Regions from separate parts of the Rattus norvegicus genome. Here region 1 is linked to region 2. A link is a contact called in public Hi-C data. All regions are on one chromosome and are shown on one strand. Each heading gives the region's core, a stretch centred on a gene start, on an enhancer-like site or on the middle of the called end of the contact. The rest is flanking DNA. Distances are from core to core; before and after follow the strand shown. Region 1 has its middle 57 kb from the start of Irf8. Region 2 holds the start of Cox4i1 (cytochrome c oxidase subunit 4i1).

Region 1 (6,607 bases), core at 1,622-4,121, 130 kb before region 2:
GCCAGGGGACCGACCGACAGCCATAAGGCCAGAGCCTCATGGGATGGGATCCACCCCATTCTCACCCTCAGCCACCAGCACACAGTGGGTAACACTGAAGAAACTTAAAGTCCACACGGCAAGTCCAACCTCCATTCCTCTGGATGTCTCTCAGTGTTTTGCTTTGTTTAGTCTTTAAGCTTTCATTGGCACAATTGAGCAGCACCTCCTTAGACCAGGCCCTGACAGCTCTCTCATCATCTCAAGGGCTATAGTCACAAGGCCCGGCATGGCGCCCCCTCTCCCACTGAGGAACCTCCACTCCACAAAGAAGAAAGGGGGGCCCCAAAGCTCAGGAGCTCCTCCAGGTCACCCAGACAGCTGTGGGGAACCTGCTTCTAGAACAAGACACAAATTAGGGTTTAGGGTCCTGCCGACCCATCCACTCAACCACCTCCAGGATAGCTAGGTACCCGGGTGTGAGAGAAGGTTCTAGAAAATATACATTTTCTCCACTATCCTCCGAGATAACTTTGGAGACAATAGTACCTCAGGGTTTTATGTCCCCATGAATGTGGGAGCTGAGCGTGTCCCCAGAGAGCAGAGGAATAGCCCTGTGTCAAGGACAGGTGGCTCACCTCCAAATTTGAATTTTTCAGACTGGTGCCCTGTTACATTTGAATTTTTTTTTTATCCTCAGAAGTGAGCAAATATGTTTCTCAAAGCCATGAGTCAGAGAAAGAATGAGCCATTAACATCACAAAGCCACAACGTGTCTGATGCTTTTCCTGGAGGTGGCCTGGAGGGAGACTTTTCTAAGAAAAAAAAAAAATTCCTGCCTTTCAAAGTGAGGACAGGAGAGACTTGAGTTACTGGGAGCCCTGGGAGCCCCTGTCTCCTGTGCAAACAGAACGTTGTTGAGCCCTGTCCCCAACACCATACAACTGGGGTTCACTCTCTGCTGGCCCAGAAGGGACTTGTCCAGTGGTGAGACTTGTGAGAGGGGAGCCAGCCAGGTCCCAGGGTGCACACTGGGACAGAGACTCCCATTTCTTTGCTCAAGAGCCGTCCAGGCTGTGTGAGCTGCCTCTTTCCAGTGGGGTTGCTGAGGAGCTAGAATAAGAAGTCCAGACGGTGCCCCCCTCCATGCCTCCCACCAGTCACCTGCTTGCTAGGAGCAATTTCTCTGGAGAGGGCATCAGAGCTGCCCGCTCTCTGCCACGATGACATTTACTTCCTTTCTCCAGGTTTCAGCTTCCCTGTCTGGGATCAGGATGATACTAATACAATGTGTTTGTGAAGGCAGATCATCTGTGAGTGTAAACACTTGTTCATCCTCACAAGAGGCCAGCACAGGTGGAGAAACTGAGATAGAGTCCTGTGGCAATGAGGAACAGAGATGAGATTTGAATCTGCAGCTAAGACCCCAAGCTCTAAGTCGGCTGCTTTCCGGAAGCTTGGGTGGTGGGTTGCCTCCTGTATGGGTTGGTTCGATATGAATCGGATGTCAAGCCAGGGGCATTACGGGGGGTGGTTTATGATATGGTGATACACCATACGACCTCTCCAGGACACAAGGCAATGTGTTTGTGGGGACAGTCTGTACTTGACCTCTGCAGGGGATACTAGGAAAGCCAGCTCCTCGCCTCTCCAGAGAAATAGAAAGAAAAGGTGTCAAGCCACAGGCCATCCAGCCTCATCTGAATGCAGGGAGCTCAGTTTCCTGAAGTGACCCTGGTTTTGGCTCCTGAATGAGAAAGAATTCAGTCCTTTGCACACCCGGCCTCTGCGAGGGTTCAGTACCCAGAGCTTCGAAGACCTAGGAATGTCTTGCTACTTCTATGTGTACAGGGATTGTCCCTGCGTCCCTAGGAAGGAAAAGATCTAAGACTGTCATGCTATATCCATGGTACAGGGTTGCCCTTGTGTCTCTAGTGAGTCACAGGAACCCCAGAGCTGGAGAGTAGCTACGAGTGGACCCCAGAACAGATCTGAAAACCCAAACATTGTGGCTGGCACTCACTCATCCATGCAGAACCACGGTCAAGTGTGCAATTTATTTCGTATGCATGCGGCAGTGGCTGGCCAGCTTCAGGATGGACGGGTGCTGTGCTGGAGACAGGCACCATTCCCACCCCACAGCCTGTGCCCCACTGCATGTCAGCCTACATCAGGAAGCTGAAACAGGTGCCACAAAGGCAGCTCTGAGGTACTGCTGAACCAGTTCCAGTGGGGCCACAGAGCAGGGACCTTGTCCTTTCAGAGAGTCAGAAGGCCTGGCTTGTGAGAGCCTCAGTGGGGCAGCCACCCTGGAGCGCTGCCTCTGCAGGGTATGGCTGCAAGGAGCAGACAGGACAGCATGTGGTGGCTTCCTCTCTGCTCTTCACTGTATCCTGTCTCCTACCTCATCCACTCAGTCTAAAGGTCAAGACCCTGGGAGGCCCAGGAAGGACACTGGCCAGAAGGGTCAGGAGCCCCAGTGGGTCAAAGGTGGAGGAGAGCAGCATGGGTGGGCAGGAATATGGACACTCTTCTGGCAATGCTGCTCAGGGCACTCGGGCTGTCCCTACATCCACCATCTTTCTCAGGTGCTGTGTGACCTCAGACAACTGGCTCTGTCTCTCTTAACTACAGGTTCTGCCTCTGAACACCGAGACAGAACGAACTCAGGAACGAGGCTCTCATGCCGTCTGGTGCTCAGAATAGAGCCCAGTGTGCCGTAAGTACTGACTGGTCAATGACCGTTATCCCCTTACCACCACCGTCTCTCCCAACACAGGGCCACATGTGCCTCCCTGCCCCACACAGCCGCACGACCCACCACCTCTCTGCATGTGCCAAGCACAGCAGGCCAGGCAGTGAGAACACCACCAGGGCAGATCCCTATTGCTCAACTTCAGGGCTATGCCGGGGGCTCAACGGTCAGGACCTGCTGCTGGAACCCAGGCCTCGCCGCCGGCCTCTGGCGGCCACAGGCTTTTAATATTTTAGAGAAGTTGCCCTCAGCCCACTTCCTCTCCCTCAGATTCATCCTCTGTGGGTGGGTTCTGATCCCCAGTGTTCCCAACTCCTTAGGGGGTCTCTCAAGGTCACAGGGGGCACGGATGCAGCCAGCCGAGGAGACCAACCCACTCGGGGCTCACATCAGCACCCAGGCCACTGCTTAAATGAGATCCTCCTGCAGGACTGTGTCAGTCCGCCCTCATCTCTCCCTTGGGAAGTGTCAGCCTGACCGCCCGGCGAGCCAAAGGTCCTCCTATCTGACACATGAGACGGGATGTTCCTCGCCCGTTCCGAGCCACTCAGGCAGATCCGTGTGATGGCTTCATCTGCTCCTGTGGGGACAAGACAACCTTCTTCTAAAGCCTCCCACTTCCAAACTCAAAAGCCCACCAAGCTGCGAGTCCCACACAGCCTTCTCTGGTTTGAGCAATGGCTTGGGAATGGCTCAGCAAAGGGTTGGCCAAGGACTTGGGGACTCAGCCACAGGGTGTGCCTGGACATGACTTATCCCTGGGGATGCTCAAACTCAGTGTCTCAGGGAGTCCAGCCCTGCTCAGGAGTGGGACCAGGTCTGAAGCAGAGGAGGGACGGTTCACACTACAATTCTGTCTTCTCTGTTCTAAATGCATCGGGTCCCTACCTCAGCGCCAGCACAGCCCCTTGGAGAGAACGCACATGTGTCCTCCCACAGTTCTAGGGCTCAGAAATCCCACACCCATCTCACTGTGAGGTCCAGCTGTGAGCACACTTAGTTGTCTCTAGAACCTGAAGTCAGGGCCACTGCCCCCGTTTCTGGAGCCTGTGCCCCAACCAGGGCATCCTCCAGTCTTTCTCTGGCTCTGTGTTTCTCTTTTCCTATCTCTCTGAGTCTGCCCCCCTGCTTCATGTGAGGGATCTGTAAGAACATGGACCATGGGACGATCCAGGATACTCTCCCCTTCCAAGTTCTGCTCTTAACCGTGTCTGTGGCTGGCACCTGTGAGTAGGGACATCTTCAGGAGTTGGGGGAGCATTACTCTGCTAACCACACTAACCTCAGGAAACTTACTGGTCCTCCCCAACATCTCCTCTCCTTTAACATTTGAGTGGCGGTGGCGGAGGTGATGGTGATGATGGTGGTGGTGGTGGTTGTGATGAGGATGACATTGGCATATCCCCATCCTGCTGGGATGTGCTGTACTGAGTGTGGCTCCAGTCATGCAGCTGACCAGACTTTACATGGCACATGCCACACATGTGAGTCTGTGACATATAAACATAGAACACAACAGTCCTTTGTGGGCCTTCAGAGGAAACCATGTTTCTACCACGTCACTGAAAGACTTCAACGTCAGGAGTGTGTATGCAGTGGGGCCTCCTGCTGGAGAACGGGGATGGGTAGACTGAGTCACGTCAGCTCTATCCCAAAGCCTTCCAGCTCCTTGCATGCACCAAGCTCTTCTCACCAGAAGGCCATCTTTCTGGATCTTTCCAGCTGGCTTCTGCCCATCCCCCAGCTTACAGACACCCACACTGGTCAATTCGAGGAAGTCTGCACATGACCTGCTTGAACCCAAGAGCTTGGTTGACCATTGGCTCATGGCACCATCTTAAATCTTTCAGAAGCTACTGCAAAAAAGCTCTGAACTCTGAGAGGGTGGCCACGTGGAATTTAGCATCACATAAGACGCAGTAGCATGAGAGTTCATTGGCCAGGAGCCGGGTCAACAGCCAGCGGTTAGGACTGCTCTCCGGGAGGACCCAACTTTGGTTCCTCAAAACCATGTAAGGCACAGGCAGCATTTCACAGGGCAGCATTTCACAGGACAACATTTCACAGCATGAGCCTAGAAGTTGGGGGTCACCTCTCATTCTGTTAAATGACATTGATCCTGCAAACACGGAAGGCCCAGATTCTAACCTCATAATGAAGATTCAGAGAGGCAGTCCAGGCTGCCAGCTCAGACAGCTGGCACCTGTGTGACCTGGTGCTCCAGCCTCTACCAAGCCTACTGCTCTCTTAGCAACCCGGTGACCAGCCGTGGGGTAGTGGTGGCGCACACCTGTAATCCCAGCACTCGGGAGGCAGAGGCAGGCAGATCTCTGAGTTAGAGACAAGCTTGGTCTACAAAGAGAGTTCCAGGACAGCCAGAGTTGCACAGAGAAATTCTGTCTCTAAAAACCAAAAAAAGAAAAAGAAGAAGGAGAAGAAGGAGAAGGAGGAGAAGGAGGAGATAGAAAAAGGAAGAAAAAAAAAAGAAACTGTGCAGCTTGGTCCCCAACAGTGCAGCAGGACACTGGGCCAGCAGAATGATCTGTGCATGGCTAATAGTTCAGGATGAAACAAGTCTTAATTTAGTTAACACATGTATGCATAGGAGGCAGAAGTTAAACTCAACCATGTTCTTCTGGACCTTAGGAGACAGGGTGTCCTCCTGAGTCTGACAAGCCAGTCAGGCCATCAAGCCCCTGAATCCTCCTATATCTGCCTCGCCAGGACTTAGATTATAAGTATGCCTTACCACGCCCCCTTTTCACATGGGTTCTAGAAAGCAAACTCGGGTCCCTGTGCTCACAAGGTAAGCATTTGGTGAGCTAAGCCATCTCCCCAGCCACACTTGAGCCTCAAGCCAGCAAGTTTAACAGACACACAAGTCTGACCTGCTCTCCTGCCCTCCAAAGAAGGTTAAAAGTCTGCATCCACGCCGAGACTTTTCCAAGAGGGCCAAGGAGAGGGACAGAGGGATGTGTATTCAGCACGTGACTCTCACAGGGATGCAGGCTGGACAGAGGGATGTGCTCATCTCCATCAGCAATGGAGCAGGGACATGGGTCTCTAAGACTCACTCCAGTAGGCCGGGAGAGAGTCCGTCCCGGGGACCAGCTCCGGCATGACCCCATGACCTGCCGAGCTCACTCATCCAGCCTGTGCCTACACTCAGTATTCACTATTCCTCAAGGTGAAAGAGTCATGAGGACTGGGGATGTGGTGGGTGGGCATTGTCTTTCCTTCTTAATCAAAGTGTAATGTTCCTATAGGATCTGCTCTAAGTCAGAGGCTGGGGGACAGTGGGGAACATCAGCAAGTTTGCCCTTCGAACAAAGCCCTGGGCTTCCTGCTGGCGGGTCCCCAGAGTGCCCCCAGGACAGCCCGCAGAGCTGTGTGTTGTGACACCCCAGAATGGGCAGGGCACACCCCCAGGGGTCAGGTTTGGTTTTTCATGTGACCTTGAAAACTCTTGCCTTGACTCCTTTCATAACAGGGCTGAGAAGATTCCCACAAACCGTCCCCGGGTATTTTAGGAAACACCGTAAACACCATTCTTCTACCACCCTGCGCCTCTTTAAAACACTTATCTTTTTTTTTTCAGTTTTACTCTTTTGCAGAATAACTCTTTTCTCGCAGACACAGAAGTGAGTGAACTCTCTCGGGATCATCCCCCTCCCCATTTAAAAGGCTCCTGCTGGTGGCAGGAGGGAACCAAGATGACCCAGGAGACTGCCACTTGGCCTGTGTTCCCACTGGGAAGACTGAGCCCAAAACGGTCAGGCCACTTTTCCTGTCAGGGTCTCAGGCTCAGCACCCAATAGATGCTCCAGCATGCCTGCCCCATCTCATTTCCTGTGACAGGAAACAGGCACCATG
Region 2 (6,750 bases), core at 3,256-5,755:
AAGGGGTAGTCACGCCGATCAACATAAGATGGGAGAGCATAGTCTTCACTCTTCACAACACTCCCTAAAACACATGGATAAACCTGAAAACTCGTGGATGGGAGTCTAGGCAGAAGGGTGATCACAGTTAAAGGAGAGCCCCTAACCTAACCACACCCTAGGATTTAGTCACCAGAGGCAGGACCAGGGTTGAGGGTTACTTGTTGGACAAGCAACTAGACTGAATGAAGATCCAACTGCAGGCTCTCATACTCAGAACATAGCACCCAAAAAGGTAAAAGTGGCTGTTGCAGAATAAGCAGACCCACGGCTGATCAGTTCTGCTTTCCTTTGGATGTTTCCCACTCAAAACCAGTCACGTCGGCCCAAAGTAAGCAGCGAAAGAGCCAGCCTGAGGGAGGTCCGGCTGCTCCTCAGCACCATGGCACTGAGCATGCGTATGCGCATCACTTAGGACTCAGCAGGACAACGCTCAGGCCACTGTTCCCCCAGGGTTTCCTGTTGCTAAAGTCTCTAACTTGCCCCAGCTGTCTGTAGGACAAAGCTTTGCTTTGCCCCATAAGTTCAGGCCCATGTCTGAATGTCCAGGTCATGCTGGTACACAATAGACTAAGCCTTAAGCAGTGCTGTGGTCCTTCCATGTGTTTCTTTTGGTACACGAAGGACCAGAGTCTCCATTCTTCTGTTCAAACTCATCTCAACAGAATCCGAACCAAAACAGCCAGAATCACGCTCCCACTTTAACTCTTAGCATCCCATAAAGCTGGATGGGATAGCATACACCAAATCCAAGCACTTGGCAGGCTGAGGCAGGAGGATCTCAAGCTCGAGACCTGACTGATCAATCATAGACATTGTCTTAAAACTAGGAGACAGGGCTGGAGAGATGGCTCAGCAGTTAAGAGCACTGACTGCCCTTCCAGAGGTCCTGAGCTCAAATCCCGGCAACCACATGGTGGCTCACAACCATCTGTAATGGAATCTGATGCCCTCTTCCGGTGTGTCAGTGAGACTGGTGAGACAGTTTATTCACATACATAAAATAGATAAATCTTGAGAAAACAAAACAAAGAACAAAAAAAAAAAAAAAAACCTAGGAGACAATGATCAGAAAAAGAATGGCAGCTACTGAACCTTCTTACCAAGTTGAACACACACACCCTCAATCCTTTCCTCTAGGTTTAAAAAACTTGGATTGCAAGCTATTCAAAGATGTAAATTAGGGTGAGAATGTTCCAGAATCAATCAACTATGATGATAATGGTACATACCAGTGAGTATACTAAAAATAACAAGAAGTGACTTCAGTGAGCCAATGTATTGTGTGACTTACAGCTTGGCTATCAGACTGCCATAAACTCTCATGGTCTCAGAGCACAGCGGCCATAAAACACTGTATTCTACACTTCAGAGCTTTGTGCTTGTCCCTGGGATGAGGAAGGCAAAGGCCAAACGCTCCTCTTTTAAAAGGACAGAGAGGCAGAGCCCACAGTCAGCCGCAGCCACCTGTGCAGGACCAGGACCCACCGTGCCCAAGTGTGGCGAGTGAGTGACCTCACTAGGCAAGGATGGCATCACACATACACACCCCGGAGCATGGGAAACATGGAGGACACTGACCCCTGCGGACCATGCTGAGTGAGACTGAAGATAAGTCCCAAGCAGCCATCCTTGCTCCTCAGCCCTAAAGGCTGTGGGTGAGGAGAGCTCACAGCCTTACTTCCAAGTAGACCTGGGTTGTAGAAACCTTCCCAACCTACCCAGGCACATGCCAGGCTTTACACATCAGGGGTTCGCAGTAGCCCTGCATGCCTTAGTAAATCTGAATCTTTGGAGGAAATTTACAAAATAATAGAAGGGCAAAGAAAGGCAAAGACTCCCTGTACTCAAAAGATCACTTCTGTTCTCACCCAAGGTGAGCGCTGCCTGGCTTGTCAGACGTTAGGGCTCAGACCGCTTCTCAGTCACCTCACACCACAAATACCTCAACTGACAGCAGTGCCCCAGTGGAGTCCCAAAGCGCCCTAATACTGTAAGCACAGATGTCCAAGGAGATTGAAGCTCCTTGTCCACTGGCCAGATTAATAAAATGACAGCCAAGCCAAACTGAAAATTGGTCTTGTCACAGCTTCCCGTGCTCGGAGATGGAGCCTGTCTTTCATGTTGGTTAATAAAAGAGGGATTTTCCTTGCCCAAACCCTTCAATAACACTTAATGTCTCAGCCTGCACCTCTGGTGCCCCCGGGGGAGAACAACAGGACACAGCATTAGAACTACTGCAGGATGGCTGCACTAACACCAACACGGAGGGCCGCTGTTGCATACTCAATACATGCTGAACAAGGTTCTCCAAACATCTCATCTACAACCCAAGCCTCATGCCTCACACTGCTAGCCCTTCGGCAGCAGAACCCTTCTCCTAGAAGCCTTCCCAAGTGCCAGCCAGGCTACACAGTCCACCTCTAGGGCTAACGCTACCTTCCCGTGGCCAGCCCACTCCATACTGCAAGCTCTGTGGAAGGTCCACCTCACGTTATCTTAGTCTCAGTGCCTAACACTGGTAGGAAGAACAGCTTCACAAGTGCCAAGATAACGTGGTGACATGCCAGGCTCAGAACCAAACCTTGCATGTCTGTATATTTCAGCTGAGAAGGCCGATCCTTACAACAGCAGGAGCTAGCCATGATTGCAATGCAATCCGCACAGCTCTGACTCAAGCCCACCCAACGGCCTTTGCTTCCACTGCTTCCAGGATGGAAACAGAAGGGGGGCTTAAGAGGGTCAGAGTTTTGTGGGTGGAAAAGATTAGAGTAAGATATGGAGACAGACAGAAGGGACAGAACTTTACCGGTGTGGTACTGTACCTTTAACCATAGCATTCAGGAGGCAGAGTCAGGAACCCTGAGAGTTCAAAGCCAGTCAGAGCTGCACAGTGAGACTGGAAGGAAGGGCAGAAGGAGGGACGGAAGAGAGAACTAGAAAACAAACTGTGAGAGGAAACTAAAGCAAGCCAAGATCCTGGCGAACAGGATTTATCTATGCTCCTTCAAGCAGACAACCGTCCTGTTCAAATTCTCATCTCTCCCTAAAATCCCCGCAAGGTCAAGCTACCAGACATCTTTGTTAAAATCCTAGCACAGGATCTTAGACTTAGGGGCAAAATGACATTAAGTTGGCCTATTTGAAAGTAACAGTCCTTAGCCAGGCCTGGTGGTGCACATCTTTAATCCCAGGGAACTCGGGAGGCAAAGGCAGAGGCAGAGGCAGGTTAAGTCTCTGAGCTCCAAGGCAGCTAGGGCTACCCAGAGAAACCCTGTCATGAGAAACCAAAGAAGGAAAACAGAAAAGGAAAGGAAGTAAAAGCCCCACTTACCATGTGCCCGAAGGCACACCGAAGTAGAAATGGCTCTCTTGCCAATTAGGCTAAGTGCCCTGGTAGCCAACATTCTGAAAGATAAAAAACGTATATCCCTAACAATGAGAGAAAACACCTTTTAGCACAAGTCTTTTTGCCACAGAACATTGAGGAAGTAAACGCAACTTATTCCCCCAACGTTAAAAAAAATTTTTTTGGTATGATTTCATCAGCTTTTTAAGGCACAGGCTGACCTTACCATATCTACCTCATAAGAGCTGGCATTGCAGGCCAGAGGCGTGCACCCAGAAGCCAGTTTTTATTACTGAGGAGAAGGCATGAAATAGCACAGGATAAGGTTCTTCTACTCAGTACACATTTACAGAGCTTCCTGATATCAAACCAAGGGCTGTGATATACATACATGGCTTTGGCCACTTACTAGAAAACGCAGCTTTTTAAAGATTAACTAGAAGGCCAGAATGACTGAAACTGCTAGAACTCGGTATAGCACGGTGCCACCACGAGCTGTTCCTCTCTGTGGCGGTGGGAGCACCGCCTGCGGACTTGGTTTTATTTTAAAAATCGACTTGCGCAGAGACTGCGAAGGACAAGCGGAGGAGGCCGCCCAAGCCCTAGCCCTGGCGCGCTTCCCGTCCCTGCGGCCCGCAGGCGACCTGGATGACCCTGTCACCCGCCCCAGCGACCCGAGCTCCACGCCTCACTTTAACACAACCCCTCTTGATTTCGCTCCCCGAGAGCGAACGCCCGAGACCGCAAAAAACAACGCCCGTGGCGGCAGAAACCGTAGCGTGACGTCAGGACTCAGCTCGCTGTCCCTCGGGCCTGGCGGAGCGGGAACGCCCGATGCTGGGCAGGCCGGAACCGAACGGCAAATGGGGACCCAAGACAACAGATCCGCCCGGGAAGCGGGCGCCCCAAGGTCACGGAGCTGCTCAAGTCCCGAGTCCGGGGGCGCCTCGGAGGCACCGCTCCGGCCCCGGCGCTCCAGGATCTCGGCCCATGGCCGCGCCGCCCTCACCCGCTGTCAAAGGCCGTCACCTGCCACTGCTGCCCAGGCGACCGCCGCGACCGCCCTCTACACCCCGGGTGCTCGCGACCGGAAGAGCGGGTCCCGCACCGGAAGAGCAAGACGGTGCCGCGAAGCATCGCGGGAATCGAAGAAGCCCCGCCCACGTCCATCAGCTTCAGATCGCGGTGCGGCAGCTGTCGCGAAAGGCCGAGCAGGCCGCGCTGCTTTCTGGCAGACGCTAGCTAGCGACTACGCTTTCCGGCGGGCGGACTGAGGCGGGAGGCTGTAGCTGGTGGTGGGAGCTCATCTTAGCGTGCAGTGGGGTCGTGTTTCGTACTGTGGTGCGTTGGTCGCGACGCGACCAGCTAGGCTCAGCATGCCTGGCGTGAAGCTGACCACCCAGGCCTACTGCAAGATGGTGCTACACGGCGCCAAGTACCCGCACTGCGCCGTCAACGGGCTTCTGGTGGCAGAGAGGCAGAGGCCGCGCAAGGAACATCCTCCCGGCGCGGGCAACCACACTCTCTTCGTGGACTGCATCCCGCTCTTCCACGGCACGCTGGCTCTGACGCCCATGCTGGAGGTGGCGCTCACCCTAGTAAGCTCGGGGCCACGGCGGGGTTCTGGGCTGGGCGAAGTCAGGCGCCCTTCGAGGGAGGAGGAGCGCCTGCTCCCGAGTACGCAGCCTAACGAGCGAGCTCTCGAAGTTTCGTAAAATTACCAAGAAACCGAGTGTGGTGTACATTCTTAAAGGCAGCGCTCGGGATAGGGAGGCAAGCGGATCCTGAGTTCGAGGCCAGCCTGGTCTACATAGTGAGACCTGGGATGGCTAACGTTTAAAGTTTAAGCTTAATGTGCTTGTGAGACCACAGAGTGGGGAAGATGCCTATAGCATGTGAACCTCTAGTTTTACAGACTGTATTTTGTCGGCCTGTCCCCCCCCCCCAGAAGCTGAAGACTATTGTAAAACTTGCTGTTTTAGCAAGATTATAAGTCATAATACCGACTGCTATTTCTGCTTTTGTAATCAATCTTGCTTCCTCTGCTCAAGAGACAGTTGCAAGACCCAGATTTATAACTTTGTGGAGTTTGCCTTTATAAAGCCCTAGATTGCTATGGCCAGGCGCTACGTCTTGGGAGCTCTCTCAGGTGCTGTCCTGAGGCACCAGAGATACAAATCTGTCCTGCTGCCAGTATTAGAATTAAAAGCTTCCGGATGTAAAACAACCCACTCTCAATACAGCTTCATTTACATCTCAGAATGAGCTCTGGATGTAAAACCTGAGCTGGCACGGGAGGAAATGCTAATATTGTCTCCCCCTCCCGCCCCCAAAATGGCTGCATTGAATCTCAGACTTGCTTTGAATGTAGCCTCACACTAGCCCCTGACCACCAAAACTTCCTGCTCTAGGTTCTTGGGAACTGGGATTGCAGACATAACTAGCATTCCTTGACATCTTATTTCTTCTTTTGATTTTTGGGAGTCAAGGTTTCACTTTAGTGGGCTTGGCTGGTCTGGGACTCTGTAGAATCCTCACACAGTTCAGCCCGCCTCCATCTCCTGAGGGCCAGGACTAAAGCTGTGTACCACCACCACACCCTGCTCTTCCACTAATTTACATTAAAACACCTAAGGAAATTTCCGGCATGACTACAAGTGCCTTTAGGCAAATTGTCTTGTTTACTGGTTAAAGATTCTTTCTAAGGTGGAGGAAGATTTGGGGTGATACTTAGTCCCTGAAGAAGTGTGCTTTTAGTGCCTGAAGTATCTGAGGATTCCTGTGCTTGTTTCTGGCCACTGTCTTTTTTTTAAGATTTATTTATTTTTATTTCTATGAGTACACTGTTGCTGTCCTCAGACACATCAGAAGAGGGCATTGGATCCCATTACAGATGATTGTGAGCCACCATGTGGTTACTGGGAATTGAACTCAGGACCTTGGAAAGAGCAGTCAGTGCTCTTAACCTCTGAGCCATCTCTCCAGCCCTCTGGGAACTGTCTTAATTGCCTGTTAGGGAGTTGCAGGTGGCTGCATCTGGAGCTTTCCACCCGACCGTACCCTGACTTCAATAGTAGGACAGGATTCTCAGGTTCTCCCCTGAGCATGACTATGGTGGGTCAAGCCTGGGGCTCAGTTAGACTTTCGTTTGTAGCATTCCGACAAGCTCTATACAGAAGAACGCAAGCACCAGCTAAAAGGGGCTAGAGAGATGGTTCAGTGGTTGCTCTTGTAGAACAGTCCTAAGGTCAGCACCTATGACAGCCAGTAACTCTGTCTCCAGACTCCCTGTTGGGGCTTCTGTGGGCACTGCACTCACGTGCCCATACCCACTTGTAGATCCGAAATTAAAAGTAAAACAA

What was found. Hi-C and Micro-C count contacts between places; a contact is called where the count stands out from the background.
Region 1: a Hi-C map of liver shows a contact between it and region 2, with 4 times the contacts expected there. The contact joins the enhancer-like site here to the promoter of Cox4i1 in region 2. A contact is called at or near these places in 12 of 12 Hi-C or Micro-C datasets (the A7r5 cell line, the Rat2 cell line, Schwann cells and 7 more) and 1 of 1 datasets of contacts at active chromatin or transcription factors (oligodendrocytes).

The regions. Positions count from the first base shown.
Region 1 is chr19:65,752,730-65,759,336 of GRCr8, reverse strand. No RefSeq gene overlaps it. Among named protein-coding and RNA genes, the nearest start is that of Irf8, 57 kb to the right of the region's middle. Within about 2 kb of position 2,871, at least 1 of the 93 cell types and tissues checked has an H3K27ac peak or open chromatin away from gene starts, as enhancers often do. A contact at or near this core is called in liver, where this site is marked.
Region 2 is chr19:65,628,138-65,634,887 of GRCr8, reverse strand. Cox4i1 (cytochrome c oxidase subunit 4i1) reads right to left here and starts at 4,505. Exons shown (of 5, transcript NM_017202.1): 1 at 4,418-4,505; 2 at 3,374-3,447; 3 at 1-64. The coding sequence starts at 3,446. It overlaps Emc8 (ER membrane protein complex subunit 8), which reads left to right and starts at 4,653. Exons shown (of 5, transcript NM_001012165.1): 1 at 4,653-4,986. The coding sequence starts at 4,765.